Linked DNA regions of Mus musculus: region 2 is linked to region 1. The links are chromatin contacts, called in public ChIA-PET maps. All regions are on one chromosome and are shown on one strand. Each heading gives the region's core, a stretch centred on a gene start, on an enhancer-like site or on the middle of the called end of the contact. The rest is flanking DNA. Distances are from core to core; before and after follow the strand shown.

Region 1 (4,002 bases), core at 661-3,160:
GCAGAGCAAACGCTCCATTTGATTTAAGTCTCTCTCTCTCTCTCTCTCTCTCTCTCTCTCTCTCTCTCTCTCTCACACACACACACACACACACACACACACACACACACACACTTTCTTTTTTAAGGGATGGTTACAGGGCATCACATGTGGCCAAGGGAGGCGATGAGAGCTCCCTGGATCATTTGCTTGTGGGACCAGCTCCTGATGAGGACCCATGTTTCCCGGTAACCGAGGCTCTGATTTGCAAACTTGGCAGTCTCCTTTTCCAGAGCAGGAAGCAGGAGGAGGAATGTGGGCCAGAGGGAGTGAAAATAAGTGCTACCCATGAAATCCGGGGATGCAAACACAGCAAACACTAAATTGGGATGTGTGCGTGTGTTATTTTCCCATTAAAATGTTACATCTACAACCATACCACTCCGAATGCTCCTGATGGCTTCAGATAAAATATTATTTAGCATCACTAAACGCAAAGAAAACAGAGCAAAAATGTGCTCAAACTTCCCTGAGTGCTAATGAGAAAGTTCCTGTCCTGGGGAGCTGGTGAGATCTTTTCCACAAGTGGATCTATGTCTGCCCTCGTTTCCCCCCGGAGAAAAGGGAACACCAAAATCTGCTTCCCTAGTTAATGTGCACCAGACTTGGCTGTCCCTGCGTGGATCTGTGGAATGATGGCTGGTGATAGACTGCTGCATTTGAAACCGCTCAAGAAATCTTGCCTTCCGGTGCGCTCTAGAGTGTCCTTGGCTCATCCAAAGCACAGAGAGATGGCAGCTGGAGGGAGGCTGGGTCACGGTGAAGCTTGCCCTCTAAGAATGCTTGCTCCGTGTTGGCCAATGACTTCTGGGCATGGGGCCTACCTTGCAGTGTGGTTGATAAACCCAATGACATTACTTTGGAGAAAACTGATTTTCCCTCCCCCAGCAGGAATAAATTGCAGGCAGTTTCCAGAATGGGCCACCAACCCACAATGAGCCCAAATTAGCAGTGTGGGTGACCAGGTGAACCAAATGAGAAGGCCAACTACCCCAGCCTTTTAACCACACATGGTGATATGTGGATGAAGCTCTCCAGGACATCCCAGCAACCTGACTCTAGGGCCATGAGACACCCCAAAGAAGACAGAAGAAACTTCTGAGGCCTCCTCAGCTCACTGACTCATGAGGAATGAGAAAGCAAAGGTTTCACATGGGTCTTCCATAGCCTTGCATAGACGAGAGTCGGCATTCACATCATTGTGTGTATCTCTGTCTTTGGAAAGTTGGTGTGCATTTTCCCAGGTAAACCACAGAGTGGGAGGACACAAGACTTCTATATAAGCTATTTGCTTTCGGTACCAGGCTAGATTTTTAAAAATCTCTCCTGCTCATGAATTTCCTTGTGTAGGAGCAGCTGTCCAACAGATGGCATAGGCAAGTATGCACAAAAAGGGCGACTCTGAAAAGCCTTTGGATAATAGATGTTAGTCTTGGTTGATGGGACTGACTGGGGCTTCCCAGAATGACAGAACCCCATTATGGAGTCAACCATATCCTGCTGAGTCCATCTCCCCAGAACCCGATGAGCACAGGGAAGCCCTGCAGGAAGAGGAAAACCAGGCTTAGGCAAGGTGGCTGCAAAAGAACTGGAAGTCTTGGTCCTGCAGTGAGCTCACTGTGGATCCAGGACATGTTGGCCTTCAGATGCAGGGTTAGAAGGTGTTGCTGCCAAGCAGATGAAGGGGGCTTTGCTTTAGTGGGGGCTGGGGATGCCTCACCATGTGGGCCTGGGCAGCAGCATATGTGTAGACACAGCAGGGCCTCAGCCACAGAAGGGAAAGCCAAAGCGAATGGAATGGCTCCACAGAAGAGCTGCCCTTCTGTGTTTTGCAAGCATTGCCTCCGAAGATACTCCTCTCCTGAGTGAGTGAACTTGTTCTAGCTCACCGCAGTGGGTGCAAACAGACCCCACCCACCATTTCCTGGGTGTGGGTGCTGTGGGCAGATGCCAGAGGGATTTTTAAAAGAAGCCGTGCTATTTAGGGCGTTAGGATCCGCTATCATGCCAAGGCTGCAATATGTCTGCCCATGAGAACTTCCCAGCATCCAGCAGAGGAATGCCATTTCCAGGGCTCACACTGAATCAATACGCCTCCCTGGCACGTTCCTTCTGCGAAGTCACTCTGCAGTCTCCCTTCCAATGAATTCCCATCTCAGAGCTGGGGCGTGGGCCTCGTTTTTAGAGGTGACACTTAGATCCCAGACAGGTTCCTCTAAGTGTCTCTATGATTAGGTTAACTCTGAAAGTGGGCAGGGTGGGAATGTTTTCACATCTGCAAGTGAGACATTTGCCAAGAAGGTTCTAGTTCTGCGTTGTTCCTCTGGATCATGAGATGAAATAGAAAACCCAAGGAAGTAGGGCTTGGTTGGTGGAGCAGATCAGCTCTGACCAGCACAGGGCCTCTGTGCTCATGTGGAAAATGAGAAGTCATTCAGAGAGGAATGTGAGAGGTTATTTTAGGAAATAGAAAAGCAAAATGGATGTTCGCAGACAAGCTAGAATGGACAATGGACCTATATATATATATATATGAATGAGAACATCAAGAACTCAGAGGCAAAGCCCTATTTTTAGACTATTGTATGAGGCTAGGCCAGGGAAGAGTCAATACTCTTCTGACAATGATTACCCACTAAATAGGAGAAGGATAACGAGGCCAAAAATAATCATTGTTTTCAGCCCTCCAAATTCAGGGTGTTCGAAACAGAAACTTCTGAAACATCACCTAGTCAAAAGCCCAACACTTCCTTCCTTCCTTCCTGCCTTTCATCTGAGAGCCCCTGCCATATTACCTGTGCAGGGGTGGGGGTGGGGGTGGAGGACAATTTGGCAGCTTGGCAGCACTAATCTCTGTGTTCCTTGCTCAGGGCCGGAATGTCTTCAGTGTGCACAAGAACAGTGTGGTCAAATGCTGAGTCCCTGCCCAGCTGCAGAGGGTCATGTTCTACTGGTTTAGGACTGAGGATCTAGATCTGGCTTCTCCCCACACACCCAGCAACTATTTCCAAAGGGTTGTATTGGCTTTTGGCCATGGACCTGTAGTCAGTGCTCAGGAGTTGAGGGGGTTTGAGATTCTAGGAATCAGAAGGCACCGGGCATAGGCTTGGGTGAGGCTAAGATGCAAGAAGCTCTTTGGATGAGGGATTGACCTGAACACTGTGGCCATGGTCAGTTAGAACAGCGCTTGGATCAGAAAGAACGTGCACTTCTTGCTCACCTCTCTCTGAACACAGCATAAAGGGCTTTCTGACTTTCTCCTTCAGTCTCCTTCAGTCATGGCGTCTTAGCGTCTTTTCATGTGCTGTGGTAAGGCACCCTAACAAAAAGGAAATGGGTCCATTTTGGCTCTCAGTCCAAGGTTAGAGTCCATCCAAGTGGAGAGATCACTACAGCAGGAGCTTGAGGGAGCTAGTCACGTGCCAGCCATGATCAGAAATGCAGAGCAATGGATGCTTAGCCGACTTCCTTCATGTCACATAGCCTAGGACCCCAGCCCTGGGGATGAGTCCCATGCACAACAAACATGTCATCTCAATTCAGTTAACCTAATCAAAACAGTTCCCCCGCAGGCATGACCAGAAGCTTGCCTCCCGAGTGATTCCGGATTCTGTGGCACTGACGACGCCAAGCATTATGCGTGGGAAAGGCATAGCTAAATGAAGATGTTATGGTAAAATGCCTTATGCAGAGATGGGAAACTTAGCCTGGGGCTGGGGAAAGACCCTGGTAGATAGAGACAGGCACAAAGATGCTGTGTGTGTTGTGGAGAGTGGGCTCAGTCAGGATGGCCAGGCTCTTCCAGGCCGGGCAAAGGATCCACAGGAACTGGTATCCAGGCAGAGTAGATGAAACAGGAAGGAAGCCAGCACTGCCAGGCATAGAATGAGCCTAAAGGGCAGATGAAAACGGTTTCCTAGGATTAAAATGCCAAGTAAGATCCCTGCAGTCATCATATTGAGG
Region 2 (4,002 bases), core at 531-3,030, 180 kb before region 1:
ATCACAGTTCAATGCATTACTCGTGTGAGTATGACAACACTGGTTGTTGACACACCTACTGTGCACTGGTGTTAACACACCTACTGAGCACTCAATCATCTACAAGCACAGCACATATAACCATGTGTAGGAACTAATACTGGTGAAAACCATAATTGGCGATGTCATCGGCTTGTGTACTCACTACATTGTAAATGATCATGGAGGCTCACACCCCCACTACTGAGTGTGCTGACAGACAACAGTGCACATGTTACGTCAGTAGCAACAGCTTCACACTCTGTGGAGTTTCTTGATGACATCATTTTCTCCTGTGCTTGATTCCACCTCATATTTTTTGTTTATTGTAGTCCCAAGGGTAGTAGAATATCACACACACACACACACACACACACACACACACACACATGCACAGATACATGCACAAACACATTCATACACACAGACACACACAGAAATATACTACACACACACATACACACATACACACAGATACACAGACAGGCAGCCCCCCCCCCTCCAACACTAGCCTGGGTGTGCAGTAGGACATGTCATCTGAGTTTGTATGGTATAGTCTATGATGCTTGCAGAGACAGAAATCACCATATAATTCATTTCTGGGAGTCTGTTTCTGTCAGTAAGTGGCACCCGGCCATGTTGCTTTTCTCATCCTTTCAATGGTCCTATGAGGTAGGTACCATTCTTATATGTTTTCCAGGTGAAGAAGCCAAAGCACTGAAAGAGACCATGTGACTTATCACCATTACACAGTGGGACAGCTGCAATGCAGGCTGGCTTAGACATCACTCCTGCCCCTTGCTGTAGCTTCCCCAAGTCACGTGGCATCATCTTCTAAGAAGCCACATACCCAGTATTCTGGGAGCCCAGAGTCAAGTGTGACTAATGCTGATGGCTTAGTTTTCATTCATACCACAGGAATGAAACCCACACTCTACAGAAAACAGCGTCTCACAAGTCTTTTCCCCTTAGAGACAGGACAGCATAGAAAATGGAGAACAGAGTCGGACGCCAGCCCCAGGGCCTCAAGGAGTAGCCTTTCCGTTGCTGCGGTCAATATGATTGGTGTTGGTGTTCAGCTAGCATTTCCCTGATCTCCTTCAAACAGTTAGGATGGTCTTTCCCTGCCCTGAAAGTCAGTGGCCAGTCACACTGTGGCTCCTTAGACATGGAAATGGAGACACAAATAGCAAGGGGTCTGTTTCCAGTCAGAGGCTCAAGGTCCCTTCAGAACTGCTGGGTCCTGCCTTGGCAACGAGCCAGAGGAACCAAGGCAACGAACGCTTCGCTCGTCCTGAGCTCCGGATTGAGAACACTTAATAACAAGAGCCTTGATATGATAGTTTGGAGAGGTGGTGGCACTCTGAGGAGGTGGGGACTAATAAGAGACTATTAGTTTTTCACCCTGGGAAAAGATTAAGACTAAGTAGGTTGTTAGGAAGCAAGTTTGTTTTCTTAATTTACTCTTGTTTCATGTCTTGCTCTCTCATCATCATATCTCTCTGTCTCTCTCTCCCCTCTGCTTTCCCGCCCCTCCCCCTTCTCTTTCATGTGAACTCACTCACTCACCCTACCATAAAGTCCTTACTGGAAGCCAATGTTACCATCATGCCCTCAGACTTCGGGGAGCATAAGCAAAAGGACCCTTTTCTTAAAGACTCTACTGCCAGGCATTTTGTGGTAACAAGGCAAGAGTCCTCTTAAGCTTCTGAGATGAAAGAGAAAAGGGCTCCCCAGACTGTAGCACTTCGAAACAGGAAATATCATCACCCTGTCGCGCAATGAGGAAGAGGCGAAAAGGTAAACAAGGTTTCACATGTGACTCCAAGGCAGATTTATATTTATGGGAGAGTTGAGTATGTCCTGGTTGTTGCCCGTGTTTGGGAATCCAGGCAAATGTACACCTGAGTCTACCCAGCTTGGGCAGTACAGGAATGGCTTTAAATTCAGGTTCAATGCATACTGGGAAGGATTTTTACCATCTTCACCAAGAAGGGAAACACCATGCCCAGCTTCTCCCCATTTCAGATTAGCCATGAAGAAGAAGGTATTGATGAAGTCAGTCCCATTGCCTACCTGGAATGTTCGGACACAGGAACCCGTCAGAGGCGTTAGCCGCCGAGGCAAAGTTCATCTTTAAACATTCAGTCTCATACACTGAGGAAGAAGTCATGAGGCTTCCTGAAAATAGCAGCGATTAGCTTTTGATTCCACAGCCCGAGAATCTAGGGCTTCCAGGGCCACAAGCGGTGTGGCAGCAACACTGGGCTGGCTGACAGGACGAAGAGATTTCTGTTCCAGAGAACACTGCTGATTATTTTTAAATTTAGGCTTATGGATAACACAGAACGGAGCCTCCAATCCAAAAGATATCCAGATGGCCAAGACCTTTACAGAGGGCACTAAGCCAGACTAGCACTCCCGTGCCTATTGCCAGGCCTGAGACAGGTCTTCAGATCTCAGACACACCCACAGTTATAATGTAAAGACCAGGGTGGTCTTTACATTAGACTAGTACTACGTTTGTCTACATTGTTTAAGTACTTGTTAGGTCATCTCAAGACCAAGACAGATGTGAATGGAAGAAAGCAATGTAAATGTTGTCACAGATTGATGAAGAAAAAGCCACTAGGCACCCAGCTAGGCATTAGAAGTTTGTATGAGTGGGAGACCTCACACAGAACTCCAGGGTGATGTTGTGGCTGTTGCCCTGTGCAGAAAAGCTAATATCAAGAGAAGAGTCAAGGGGGCCAAGTGATTAACCCCTAAAAGCCAGAGGAACTGATTTTGTTTCAGGGGTCCATATTGAAGATCAGGACCTAGAAGGCACATTTACTCCAACTGTAGTCACTTCATCAAGATGTACAAGAAAGAGAGCTCACAGCTGGAGAACAGCATAGCACATGGCAGGTTGTTGAGGTCTCTGATGTGCCTTATCTGGCCTCAGAGCGTCACACACAGCATAAGCAGGCTTTTGCTGATGCCAAGGAGAGTTGGTGACCTGCTTCAGGCAATGGGGTAGCACCTGGTGCATTATGGGATGAAGTCATCAGGCTCTGGGATGAGTCTGGCTACTTCTTGGCTAAGTGGAATGAAGCAGCACCCACCTGGTGAGCTGTAATGCAAATACCAGAGGGTTATGGAAACCCTGACCGCCGCTCATTGCGATTGTGTCTGGGGTGGATGACTCTCATCTTCTGGCTGAGTTCTGATGGATAAGTTTGCCCTGGTACCTGGGTTTGCTCCAGGAACCACCATCCCAGGCAGGACCAGGGTGAGGCCTCTGAGCAGAAAGAGAGGACCCCCCCTTGGAGACAGTCCAAAGGACTCCCAAACAGGGAAGGAAACAGAAGCAGCTGTTGGAGAAAATCTGCCAACATCAGGAGGTGCTGAAGGCCATGCGCAGCCACTCCCAAGCTCATACCCTTTTGACATGACCACCAGACCTCCCGCTAAAGAACTCTTGTGTGGATACCTCTGCATTCTGCCACCCCTCTACTGACAGTGACTAAGAATGTTCTGAGGAGAATCCATTCTATCCAAGCTCCCACAACAACCAGCAAAGGCTCCTGGCTGTGCTCCCAAGCCTTCTGCATGGATACCCCAACCCAGAGCCAGTACCTTCAGGCTGATCCAGCCACCCGAGGTACCCCTCTCTCAAACCTAAAAATCCTTCCGTCAAGACGGTATCCTGGCCTACTCCTTTAGTGCAGACCATCACTGTCTTTACTCCTTAACTCCAAGGGCCTTCAGGGGAAGAGGACCAGGCAGGCTTAAAAGAGTTCAGAAACATAAAGGGTACCTGTGGAGGTGGGTGTGACCAGAGAGTGGTATACAGACCTTGCCAGAGCCACGGAGGTGGTGGGAGTATGGGACCATGGAAGGTGAAGTCTAATGACATATCCACAACCACTGGGTGGAGAAAATCAGTGATGGATGATGTTTGGTTGATAAAGCCACCTCTGGAGTTTCAGACGCCTGACA

The links. ChIA-PET counts read pairs in DNA pulled down with a chosen protein or histone mark.
Region 2: an RNA polymerase II ChIA-PET map of memory CD8 T cells shows a contact between it and region 1, with 5 read pairs. The contact joins two enhancer-like sites. A contact is called at or near these places in 1 of 484 Hi-C or Micro-C datasets (muscle stem cells) and 3 of 115 datasets of contacts at active chromatin or transcription factors (embryonic stem cells, heart atrium and memory CD8 T cells).

Annotation. Positions count from the first base shown.
Region 1 is chr1:39,095,734-39,099,735 of GRCm38.p6, reverse strand. No RefSeq gene overlaps it. Among named protein-coding and RNA genes, the nearest start is that of Gm35222, 70 kb to the right of the region's middle. Within about 2 kb of position 1,910, at least 18 of the 459 cell types and tissues checked have an H3K27ac peak or open chromatin away from gene starts, as enhancers often do. A contact at or near this core is called in memory CD8 T cells, where this site is marked.
Region 2 is chr1:39,278,924-39,282,925 of GRCm38.p6, reverse strand. All of the region lies in intron 2 of Npas2 (neuronal PAS domain protein 2), which reads right to left. It also overlaps the pseudogene Gm17904. Among named protein-coding and RNA genes, the nearest start is that of Npas2, 87 kb to the right of the region's middle. Within about 2 kb of position 1,780, at least 88 of the 459 cell types and tissues checked have an H3K27ac peak or open chromatin away from gene starts, as enhancers often do. A contact at or near this core is called in memory CD8 T cells, where this site is marked.